2 separate regions of the Zea mays genome follow, and region 1 is linked to region 2. Evidence: chromatin contacts called from public Hi-C data. All regions are on one chromosome and are shown on one strand. Each heading gives the region's core, a stretch centred on a gene start, on an enhancer-like site or on the middle of the called end of the contact. The rest is flanking DNA. Distances are from core to core; before and after follow the strand shown.

What was found. A called contact is a pair of places that touch in the nucleus more often than the background predicts.
Region 1: a Hi-C map of leaf shows a contact between it and region 2, with 6 times the contacts expected there. The contact joins the promoter of LOC100282983 here to the promoter of LOC100277187 in region 2. A contact is called at or near these places in 6 of 25 Hi-C or Micro-C datasets (bundle sheath, ear, leaf and 3 more).

Annotation. Positions count from the first base shown.
Region 1 is chr2:9,851,199-9,857,795 of Zm-B73-REFERENCE-NAM-5.0, forward strand. LOC100282983 reads right to left here and starts at 3,045. Exons shown (of 3, transcript NM_001155887.3): 1 at 2,679-3,045; 2 at 2,001-2,317; 3 at 508-1,225. The coding sequence starts at 2,862. The coding sequence ends at 773. It overlaps LOC118476281 (a long non-coding RNA gene), which reads left to right and starts at 1,042. Exons shown (of 2, transcript XR_004856133.1): 1 at 1,042-1,841; 2 at 1,940-2,495.
Region 2 is chr2:9,692,270-9,698,238 of Zm-B73-REFERENCE-NAM-5.0, forward strand. It overlaps LOC100277187, which reads right to left and starts at 1,446. Exons shown (of 2, transcript NM_001150827.2): 1 at 1,163-1,446; 2 at 1-751. The coding sequence starts at 706. The coding sequence ends at 272.

The DNA.
Region 1 (6,597 bases), core at 1,795-4,294, 160 kb after region 2:
TCTATGGACAATTATTTGTATTCAAATGATGGTCTTTCTTAATTGTCTACCATTTGTTATCTATGGACAACTATTTGTATTCTAATGATGTACTCCGTTAATTATGCCATCAACAAGGCTATTTGTCGATGATAATATGGTTTCTTATAATTATAAAAACGATAGTCATTATATTATATCACAAGATATTTAGTTGGCAACAATAATATCCACTCAGAAATGTTTTATGGAAAGCAAAATAAAGCGCAAACACATACAGAGGCATAGTAGACCTTTCTCTGCAAAACATGTTCTATATTGAAGTGAGTGGAGGAGAGCTAAAAAAAATCAGTCTTAAACAGGCTCAAAGTGCCTCCATAAACTCCATGACTTTCGTCTTGATTGTGGCCCACGAGCTGAACTTGGCCAAGCCCATCAGGCCCTTTGAGCTTATTTGGCGCGCCTTCTCCGCATATTTACCTCCGTGATAACATCATCACGATTCACAATTCCAAGGACTACTGAAAATTTGGTAGAAGGCAGACAAAGAGAGAGTAATTTTCTGCAACAATCAACTGTACAAAAGTTACTGCACCAATAATCACCAAGGCATTCCACCTATCCGCTGCGTGGGTTTTTACCCTACGCCTAACAAACGGCAGAGATCGCATGCACTAACCAAGTCAACGTTACATTGCAAGAAAGACAAGCAAATTGTTGACTATTCACTACGCACGCGATGCCCGCCAGGCGCCAGGGCGCCACGCACACGTGAGCCCCCAGCCGCGTGCCGTCATCCCGAGCTCAGAAACGGGCTCCACGTCTGCTGCGGGTGCGCCGGCATGGCGCCGCCCTGCTGCTGCGCGTAGGCCGCCTCGGTCCAGCCCTCCAGCTGCAGGTGGAGCTCCGTCTCCCGAACGGCGGCGGCGGCGTCGCTGCCTTCAACCATGCTGCTGAGCAAGTCCCGCAAGCTGGACAGGCTACTCCTGCTGAAAGGCTGCGCCGGCGGCGGCGGCAGGTGGTGGCGCGCGTCCGCGGGGCCGGAGTCTTGGTGGTGGTAGTAGCCGCCAGCGGCAGGTGTGACGTCGAAGGACAGGTAGGCGGCGTCAGCAGGGGCGGCCATTCGCGGCATCGGCAGGCCGCCGATCAGCTGGCTGGACAGCGGCCCGGCCTCGTCGGGGCCTGCTGCTGGTCTTGTGCTGGCAGTTCGGCTCTTGTAGAACACCCTGCACAGGACCCAATCCTCCTGCAATGGGGTAAAAAAAAAAGTCAGACACTACTGCTATGGTGGTGGGTAGCCTAGCCTCACGTCTGAACTCCGTCTCTGGTGTCTGATGAACGCATCAGCAGCTCGTTGCTTGATCGATCGTCGGCAGGTTTGGAACTCGTCGTACGGTTGAATACACGCGCTGGAGCATCCGCTAGACGTTTACGTGGATCGATGAAAACGAAAGGCCAACTTGGCGTGTAAAGAACAGGCATACATGCACGGGGACGTTTACTGCACTGGCGCTGATGCATGGCGACTGAAAGGAACCACTGAACTACTTACTACCTTGTAACGGATTGGCGATGTGTACCAGGTTTGGAGTCATTGGGAACGGACCAGGTCAGCTGCAATGATTGCCAAGTGGGCCGGGTCGACTAGCTTATCACATCGGAATGTTCAGAGCAGGATCGATCCGATCCATTGCTAGCCTCAGCGAAATCGAAAAGATTGCATTTTTTGTTGTTGTTGTTGTTGTCTTCTTCCAGCTGCCAGTTATTAACAGAGACGTGTGTGATGGGCAAAATGTTTCAACAAAACGAGAGAAGCTTCATTTCATTAGTTCCCTGCCTGAACGAGAGAAGTTTGCAACCTGGTACGTAATTCAGGTGTTTTTTACATGCTCTCTGACAAAGTGCATGCGTGGTGTTATTAGTACATCAATACTGCACTCTAATAAATCACAGGAAACAGATGCAGACAGGGACGGACGAGCGAGGGCACCCATGAAACGGGCGTGTACGTACGTACGTACCTGGAGCTGGAGCTGGAGGAGAGGTGAGCCGGGGCGGTCGGCAACGGGCGGGCCGTCCACGCGGAACTCGTGCATGACCCACTCGGTCTTGCTCCCGCGGGGCGCCCTGCCCTGGTAGAACACCAGCGTCTTGCGCATCCCGACCAGCGCGGCGGTGTCGCCGGCCCCGCGGCGGCCGGAGACGGAGATGGGGCGGTCCTTGCCCGTGGCCTTCCAGTACCCGGTGCGCGTGGCGCGGTTGGTCCGCTGCCCCGTGGCGTACTTGCGGTCGTGCAGGCTGAAGAAGTACCACTCGCGGCCGCCCACGCACGCCTCGTCTGATCATGGACAAGACAACGCTGTGAAGAAATAATAGCAGAGAAAATGGCGCGTCGTCGACTTTTTTCCTTTTGGCACACCATGCGGATGCGGCGATAGATGGCCATGAATTATCTTCGCTTTTTTACATACCTAATAAATCTATAAAACCTCAATGGTCTATCTTTTTCGTTCTTAGATGATTCACCTCGTGGTACAGTCTGATTGATCCGGACCGGGCCTATATATTCTTTCAATTCCTACGGTGCTGGGCTCTTGTTGTTGATAGGTGCAAGTGTGCATGCAGCATGCGCAACATAGATCGAACCTGCAGCAAATCGATATATATACGGTAGCGCAAAGTTGGACCTGACGGAATACCTGGAAGATCCCACGGCTCGCACTTGTTGAGGTCGACGTCGACCATGGCGATGCCGCCGTACGCTCCGCCGCCGCCTTTGCCGGAGAGCTTGCGGCAGAGGTAGTCGAGCACGAGCTCGTCGTCCCTCGGGTGGAACCGGAACCCCGGCGGCAGCCGCGCCTCCATCATGCTGATCAAGCTCATGACGGCGTTCCTCCGAGCCCTGTAGCCTACTGACACACACACGCGCGGCGCGCTTGACGACGTACTCTTGGCTTGGTTGGGAGCTAGAGGAAAGAGAGAGGGAGAGACAGAGAACTGAAGATCGCGGAGGAAGACGGTGGCGTCTTGAGCAGTTTCAGGCTTTCAGCCCCTGCGCATGATATGGGGCTGGGTGTAGTGGGTACGGTACGGTATAAATAGGGAAATCGAAGCAAGAAGGACGTTTTCGAGCATCATGTCGTATTTCGTCGCAAGTCTAGGATGGCACTGTTGATATCTGGGAGGCCCAGCTCCTATCCCTCGGAAAAGAATAAATAATGACACACGTCAACCCGTAATCCCTGTTCTAATTCTAATACGGACGTACACGTATATAAGCCGAGCCTAGCTATGGCCCTATCGGATGTGCACTGTGCTTGCATACGTACACAAGTATCTCTCTCCCTCCGGACTGTGCCGTAACGTCTGGGATACCGTATAGACTGCGTCCTTGTATGCGCCGTTCCTGAGTCACTTCAGTTGACAGTTCAGTCTAATATAAGCAAAACTACAACGGAACATGTAACATATAGGCAGTGTGAGGCACCGTAGCCCGGCTCGAGGTCCCATTTTTTTGGCCTGATCCGAAACCGGCATGGCCCGAGGGACATCGTGCTGGGGCCGGCACGGTATGGGCCAGCAGGTTGTGTTTGGGCCGACACCTAAGCACGTGGGTGCTAGGGCCGGCACGGTATGGGCCAGCAGGTTGTGTTTGGGCCGACACCTAAGCACGTGGGCTGATATGGCCTAGTACGGTAGTACCAGCGTAGCTCCCTCCGCCTTGTGTGTGTGCCCAGTGCCTCCATCCCCACTCCCAGTTCTCCACCACAGACGGTTTTGCTCAGTGACTGTTTTTTAAGATTTTAATCTGGTTTCTGACTATTTGGGAGGTTGGAGGGCATACATTGTAATAACAGCTGGCTCTGGCTCAGCCCGAAAATGACTCACAAGCCCTTGTCCTTAGGCCGCAGGCCAGAAACGCGGCACAATAGGCACGGTGTGTCGTGGCGGCTTTAGACATGCGGGTCATGCCTGCCTCGTGCTCGGGCCGTGCCGAACGACCCGGCCCGCTGGACACCTATTATGTAACATACAATTAACATGTGCCTACGATGCTTAAGTATGATGAGTAATTGTTGAAGAGATGATTGACTTCAGTTTATTATTGACTAAAGCTAACATGAGTACGGTGTTTTCTCTTGACTTATGGTGCCCAAGTGTGGAACATAGAGACGGTAGTTGACGATGAAGGTGAAGGTCAAGTGAATTCGTACGGATATATTGAGAGTGGTGAAGGATGGACGTCGATGCTTGTATTAAGGGACTGGACAAGGCGAAGGAATGGCCATGGTGGTGGATACCTGAGGACATTGATAAATGCAGAAGGGTATGGACGATCAGACCCAAGGACATGAGAATATATTTATTCAATGCGATAGAATCTACAAGTATTGATGAGCAATATGTTTTTTCTGTGAACAGTTATTATCCTAGAATTTGGAATATCCTTGATAACAAAGCTAGCGATATATTGTTGGAGAAGGGGCCTATAAGAGAAAAACATCATGATCCCAGAGCATTATGCCATCTCTAGTAGATCTCATATATATCATATCCCCTATCGTATCTCATATTTCAAATTTCACTCTACAAATACTGTCATCTACAGTGTCGCATCCCCCATTTTACACGATCCACCGAACATAGTATAAGAACTTAAGACATTTTTCGAATGCTAACTACTCTAGAAAATACTCCCTTCATATTAGGATATAAGTTGTAACCACCTCTAATTTAAAGACCAAAAACATATTTAATTCTCAGTAATACTAGTTCGACTATATTGACTTACGTGCCTATTTTCTTTGTGCACTATGATCAAGAATTCAAGACGGAGGAGCAATCGATTATATCCCACGCTACAGAAATACGGTGTTTATTCAATTCCATGTATGCACACAATATCATTAATTGCGTGTATGCACCAAGAGGTCATCACAATTCCCGAAGTATCCTATGCAGTATGCGCACGCTCTACAAAGATAATAGGTAGATCATCTTTGGACTACTTTTACACCTCAAATAGGTAGATCATCCTTGGACGGAGGGAGTATTTTTTAACCCTGAAGTTTTTTTTATCCTTTTTGGACCTTAAATTTTGTAGACGTCTTAGAAACTTGTTGATAAGGTATATGATTTTTTTTAGCTCCATCTAGGTTTATTTACTTGTTTTTTACCTTTTCTCCTTTGGTTTGGATTGCTGAAATTTGAACATGCACTAGTGTTGCATAAAAACGCAATTGTGCTCCAAAAAATGCATCGGTGGTGCATGACCATAACACAACATTGCTACGCAAAAGAACAACACTACAACACAACATGGAACACAGTGTTGGAAAATCATCGTTCTTCGATGCAATAAATTACCTGGATTTGAAAATGTGCATGTTTGGCTGCACAAGAGCATAGACTCATAGAACTAGGTGATTTATTTTGATGCTAATTATGTGGTGCTTGCTTCTCAGAATGGATCGGTAGGCATCTAAAGGATGCGGAAGCAAAACTATTAGAGTTGGTCTGAAGACAGCTATTCTCAGATCGATAGGTATCAATTGAGACCATATGATGTAAACAACAAGGCTAGAAGTGTTGTTTTCTTCTACCTATCGTTGTCTAAGTTTGAGCATGTTGATCTCCTCGATATGACTGATGACATCTGGTTGAGCCTTGAGAAATTTTATGAGAGCTCTTCTCATACATGTCATGTTTGTTTCGGCTTCTGACAGCTTTTGGCCACCAAAAGCTGCTGCGGACTGCCAAATGCTTAGCTTTTCAGCCAGCTTCTATAAAATTCGTTGGGACAAAAACCATCCAAATCAACATAAACACATAATTGGTCGAGTCGTTGTAATAGTAGGAATCCGTCACTTTCTAGATCCTGAGCCCTATGAACAACTTTATCTTCCTCCACACGTAATCGTAATGATACTCAGTTTCTCCCCACAGCCAGATTCTCACCACAACCAGATTTTCAGAAAAGCTGGTCAGAAAAAAGCTGAACCAAACTGAAAGGGAAATGTGCCCTTGGGCCATTTCTAAGTATTTTGGTGATTGAGTGCCAACTCAAGTGCTTAAATGTGAATTTATGCAATGAATGAATAAAGTGCAAATCAAGAGCAAAGGTATGTTTCTAAGTCTTAGTACATTGGTTTTGTGTACTAAAATACTTGTCTAAGTATTGGAAACAGGAAGAAAAAGAAAAGGAAAGAGGTGGCTGTGTACAGCCAAGGGGCTGTTTCGGTCTGGGGCACCGGACAGTGTCCGGTGCGCCAGGCTGCCTCGGCCGAAGTGGCCACTCTCGGGAATTCGCCGACGGCGTACGACTAAAATTCACCGGACTGTCCGGTGTACACCGGACTGTCCGGTGAGCCAACGGTCGGCTAGGGCCAACGGTCGGCCGCGGATTCTGCGCGCGACACGTGGTCTGACCAACGGTCGGAAGGAAGCACCGGACTGTCCGGTGTGCACCGGACTGTCCGGTGCGCCAGATCTGCAACGGTCGGCAACGGTCGGCTGCGCTGTTTAAGGAAATAAATCGGGCACCGGACAGTGTCCGGTGTGCACCGGACTGTCCGGTGCGCCCGATGACAGAAGGCAAGGATGGCCTTCCAGTTTTGT
Region 2 (5,969 bases), core at 196-2,695:
CTGAAATCAAAATATATAGCAAAGGTCTAGACACCATACACACAGGCCACAACAACAATGACGCTAATACCACCAGCGTTATTTATGTTACATGCACCACTGCTGGTCCGTACCCGGTAGCGTGATCTTCACCGACAACCCCACGCGAAAAAAAGAATTCAACCACTAACCCAAAAGCCACACAAATCGCAGAGCTAGACGACGCGCTTAACCAGATCCTAATGGCGATGACGGCCTGTCTGTAAAGCGGGCCGGGGCGCTGGGCGCGTGCTCACGGGGAGGAGCCGAGCTGCACCTCCCTGCTGCGCCTGCCGCGCACCACGTACGCCACGGCGGCCGCGATGCCGACCACGGCCACGGCAGCCACGCCGCAGGCCACGCCGGCGGCCACGGACACGGACCTGCGCGGCGGCGACGCAGCAGTAGTGCCTGCCGCGGCGGAGGTGCCCGCCGCCGCCGCCGTGGTGCCGGTGGTGGTGGTCGGGATCGACGTGGCCTCCGGCTTCGCGGCCATGGTGGCGGCGGGCATGGAGGACGCGTCCAGGGCCTCCGGGAGCGCCGCGGCCTCGGGCTTGAAGAAGGTCTGCATCTCCGGCGTCGCGTCGCTGCTTGCGAAGTCCTCCAGGCCGTGGGCCTCCGACCGCACGGCGAGCAGCGCCGCCGCCACCACGCACAGCGCCGCCAGCAGCAGCCTCTTGGACGCCATCGCTTCTGAGACTCGCTCCGAGCTGTCGGTCGTTGCCAAAGATCTCTGTTAGAAACGGGGCCCGGCTGAGCAAGCAATAATGCTAACCAAAACTTTAGATGCAGTGTTCGTGGATGACTGTGGTGACAATGCTACATTTCCTCCCCACTTTCGTCAAGATCCAGAGCTCCAAGTTTCTTGCATTTGACTAAAGATTACCAGCTCGAGAACTGCGGACAGAGTGATCCAGATGGTTCACTTCACCCAATCGTAAGGCAAGAACTGGACTCTCAGGTCAAACGAGACCGAGGTTTTACCGATGCAACAACGATGCTAGATCTGATTAAGAAAGAAGCTTAGGCAAAAAGCAAACTTTGCCCAGCTTCAGTTCCCAGTTCACAATTCCACAAAGGGTTTTAGGACTAGAGCTCCAACGGAAATGTTGCTTTCTTTGAGTAATATAACACTAGCACATACCTTTAGAGGAAGACTAGCGTTTGTGATGGAGTGAGAGGACTGAGGAGGTAGCACACTGCTGCACTGCACTGCACTACGGGGCGCTTCAAGGTTCAGGCTTCGGAGGACCAAGCGCCGGCCTTTTATACACGCTCGCTCGGCTCCAGTGATTCCTGGCAACCGAGACCCCGAGAGTGTATTATGGGAGAGCAGATCCGATGCGAGTGAAAGAGAAAATGGTGAGGATCTATCTGCCTGCTGGCCTGTGGGGGCAGAGCTCGTTGTCTGTGCGTGGTGGAGCCTGGAGTGAGAACGAAGCTAGCTAGAATGACCATGGTTGGGACTTTGGAAGAGCACAGCATGAAGAGAGAGAGAGAGAGAGAGAGAGTGAGAGAGAGAGAGAGAGAGGCACAGGCACCCACGTTAGGTGAGCATGTGAGCCTTTACCAACCCCTGTCGGCTTGCTTCGATCCACTATTTACCACGTACTGTACGCTGCCCGTGTCGATCGAGACTGATCTGCGGGCCGTGCTCGCCTCGCTCTCATTGAAGCCGTTCATCGCTCTGCACAGGGCGAGATGCCGAGATTCACGGGACAAGCCACCGCTCTGACCGGCGGAGACGAGGACGACGCCGACGCCGCCGACGCCGTGCATGGGAAGCGAAGCCACGCCACCGTACCGCTAAATCTCTTGTCTAGTGTCTAGCTGACAGTGCCTAGCTAGGTTCTCGATTAATGAGACCACGAGCAGCGTTAACTCGATCGATTAGCTCATGCGTCGCCTGCTTGCTCTTGGCAGGCAGTCACGCCATGCGCGCCCACGCTTTCTTGGTGGCGTTTTGTTCGTCCAATCACGTACGGAACTCATCACTCCATGCCCATACCACGGCAGCTAGATCTGCACGGTACCCCAGTCGTAGCGGAGCTTGACGACGGCACAAACAGCGTGACCAGTGTCTATATATTATTATGTGATCGAAAATACTACACGGCGTGATGGAAAAACATCTAGCTACTTCCGTACCCAACCAAGACCCTGAGAGCTAGCTTGGGGGCACAGCGATGGAAAAACGATCTACTTTCTACGACTATATGATGAGGCAGTCAAGGTTTTGATAATTTTAGCAACATAACATTCCGCACCAAACTAATAATCTTGTTTTGCTAGTACTCCCTCCACCTAATAAAAAAATGCTTGCTACAGTGTTATTTTGTCCCACAAAAAGGGTGTAATTATAAGCCATCATGTAGGTCCCACAAGGTACTATGCTAGCCTTGTTAGTGTGTGTCCTCTCGCCCGGTTCGAACCAAATGAGGGAACACCCTAATCGTGTATGGACTCAATGTGCCTTGATCGGAGCGCAAGTGCGCAACTGTACTTTTGGTTGTGCCGTCGATTAAGGTGAGCATTATATATACGCGGTCCTAGACTGGTACGACAGCACTTTCTACGACTCCGAAATCGGAGCCGTCACATTTCCCAAGGTTTCGATCACCTTAATTCACCCATAAATGACTGGAACCATCACGATTGGCTGCCGTCGTAAACGTCCTTATTGGACACTAACCACGCACATGAAACTCCAAGAGGAGGAACACATGGAGGAGGAGGTGTGAACACACAAACTTGGACGCCACCGCAAATGCTACTGCTGCCGTGAACACGAATCAAGAAGGTATGTTGCAGCTGAACCTCTCAGTAGATTAGAATTTATCCGTCATCGAGGTTGTCACTAGACCGGACTGGTATTCTAGTGACTTAGGCCTCGTTCGGTTGTTAGGGATTGGAGGTCTGGATTGATTCCTAGCCGGATTACTTCTCTAATTTATATAGATTTTGACGAGCTGGAACGAATCCATGTTTATTCCGGTGGAAGCGAACGGGCCCTTAGGTAATATCCTAAGCATTCACAGATCTATTAAGCATGACCCACAAAGGAAAGACAGACGCACTGTAGGCTAAAATTTTATCCCTGTCAAGTTTAGCATACTGCCTGTTAATTCGGCTGTTAGATCAAGAATCTAAATAGGCTCTCTAGGAGTCGTAGTTATAAAATGCTAGTAGCGCTAACAACTTTTGCTGCCTTCCGGTGATCGAGCGAGAGTGGTAACAACGAGAGTGTGAACGTCTCGGATCTACACGAAGAGTAGGTCTCTGCTGTCCCAGTACTACTACTAACAATAACTACTAAGTACGGAGTAATAAATAATCATAGATGACCCGGAAGAACAAAACCTGGTGATTGGGGCCAGCCGATCTGGCTCCTTTATCTACACTGTTTCCGCTACCTAACCCCAATAAATCCATAAAGGTCACCGCTCGCAGCATCATATGGGTCACAATCAGGACAGACGGCAGTGTCGTTGTCGTTGAGCTACTGCTGTCTGCTGGTAATGTAATCACGGTGCGACTGGATGGATACTCTGACGACTGAACGGTCAGGCCCCATGCTGCTGCCATGCATGCATGCATGCATGCGTGAGTCTCTTTCGGAGTTCTCTCTCACTAACATCGTCAAAAAAAAAAAAAAAAACCATTTCACTCCAAGGATTCACCGCGCGCAACTGTCCCGGCTGGGCGGGGTAGCTTCGGAGCATCGCCTTCTGACCCAAACACTGGCCGCGTGACCATGTCCATGAGTGAGCGACGGTCCACATGCCGAGAGAGACTGGATAGCACTGCTGCTGGTGGTGGAAGTGGAAGCGAGGCCGGCAGAGTTTCGCCGTCGGCGCTTCGGCCGTGCACCTAGCGCATGTACGGGAATCTGGCGCAATGCAGCGTGCATGGCGTTAAAGTTGGTGCGGTGTGGTAGTGGTAGCTGGCCGCTGCCCGCTGGGGCTCTTTTGTCCCGGCGTGTATGTGCACTAGTGACTAGTGAGTGAGTGACAGTGCTTTTTAAGCCTTTGACGATGACGGTGCGTGGCAGCGTGGGTATGGTTCGTTGCTCCTGCTGCAGAGTTTTATCAGTTGCTTAACGCGAGCGGAAGGACACGTGCTCTTCTGGCTGCAGCATTCGTGTCCCTTTTCACTTGTCGCTCAGTAATGGCGGCTGATTAGTGGCCAAAAACTAACCACGGGTATAATATTGTGCTCTTTTTCTATCGGTTATTTTTCAGAGCAATTTATTAGACTGGTTTTCAGCAACATCTTGCAAAACGAGCGCAATATATCTTTAAAAAAAAGAATCAGTGCTTAGCTAGTCACTCTTCCTTTTTTGGGGAAGATGGACTGTCCCCGGGAGTCTTGTGATTCTTTCTCGCTTGTTTTTATTTGCTTTGTTGTGGCTTTCTAAAAACTAGAAGACGTGCTCGTCCGACAACTCATGTGTTTACAACCAGTTATGATGTCCTATTATATTTATAAATAAGAACTTTTAAAAAAGAGCAGACTTTGTAAGGTATAGAGTCGTGCACGTATATATACTATAAAAAGAATACAATACTTTTACCAGATCACTTAATCTGAGATTATTTTTGAAGAAACCGAACCAATAAAGTTTCATATGCTTTCCAAAAAAAATATTAAACAATATACATTTTGTGTCCACGCCTTTCTCAGCACAATGGTCTGTAAGATGCCAATAAACGAAGAGAATATGACAACATATCAAATAGCAGTGCTCTTCAGTAAGGGAGGCTAGAATGAAGTCAAACAAATCAATAGCAGTCATACATAACTATCAAAGAATCAAATAGCCTAGGTTCAAGATGGTGGAATCCAGACAGTCCTTTTGTTGAAGCAAGTGAAGCCTACTTTTGTGATTTCAGACCATAAGTAGTGTAAACATATAATCAGCCCAAACAGTCCTTTTTGTCAGAGCAAGTGAAGTCTACTTTTGTAATTTCAGACCATAAGCAGTGTAAATATGTTCGTCTCTATAATTTTCAACCTAAACACTGCGGACCTTTTTTTCTCTCTCCCAATGGTTGTTTTTTCATATCACAAACAACGGTTTCAGGCCACAAGAAGGTGAATTTAGTTACCTTGCAAACAAGAATTACAAATCACGCAAACAACTTAATACACACATCAATTTAACTTACTGAAAATGACAGCATATGGTCACCTAAAATGTTAAGCATGCTATGTATTATGACATTATGACTTGATCGGTTGCTGGTCCCGCCTCCACCTCACCTTCACCAGCTTGTTTCGGTAGATACGGAGCTGCCTCGCGTCTCGGCGCATACACGCAGACAGCTGAAAAAATGTCTAGACTCCGCCCCTTGCGTGCAGATTGAGTTCATGTCATGCAGTTAACCAATCATAGACCAAATCATAGTCAGCGCACGCGTGGGGCTTGAGTCCAACCGGCCATGATAATTAATTAAAATGTTAATCATGGGGATTTTTAGATCGCTTCTTGTTTTTTAATGGATGCCATCGGATCGTTGGTTTTTTACATCGAGTTCTTCGGAAGCAGTTGACAGTTGAGACTGTGATCTGCTGAGAAGCCAATCTGCTCGGCTTCGTTTCAGAGTGACAAGTCAGGCGTGCTTTGCCAAGTTCAGAAGCCCAAAACGAAATAAGCCCGATTTGTTCAACGAACTTGGGTCGGTTCAGAAGGAGTTCGATTACTCAGGTAAAATCATCATGCACATGAGTATCGTACCCTTTGAGCATCACCCTTCGGGCATGCAGAGGGGCATACTTTCGCCTGATTTTTCAGTTGTAGTAGGAGTGCTTCCGCGGCGGGATTGCCGTGGATTTTTTGGCTTCGATTTAGGTAGAACACCTCGAGCTGTTGGTGTAGAAAACCTAAATCATCTATAGCCATTACAGGTCGAATTACTGTCGGGTTTGGTTGCGGGTGCGAAGCTTGCTGG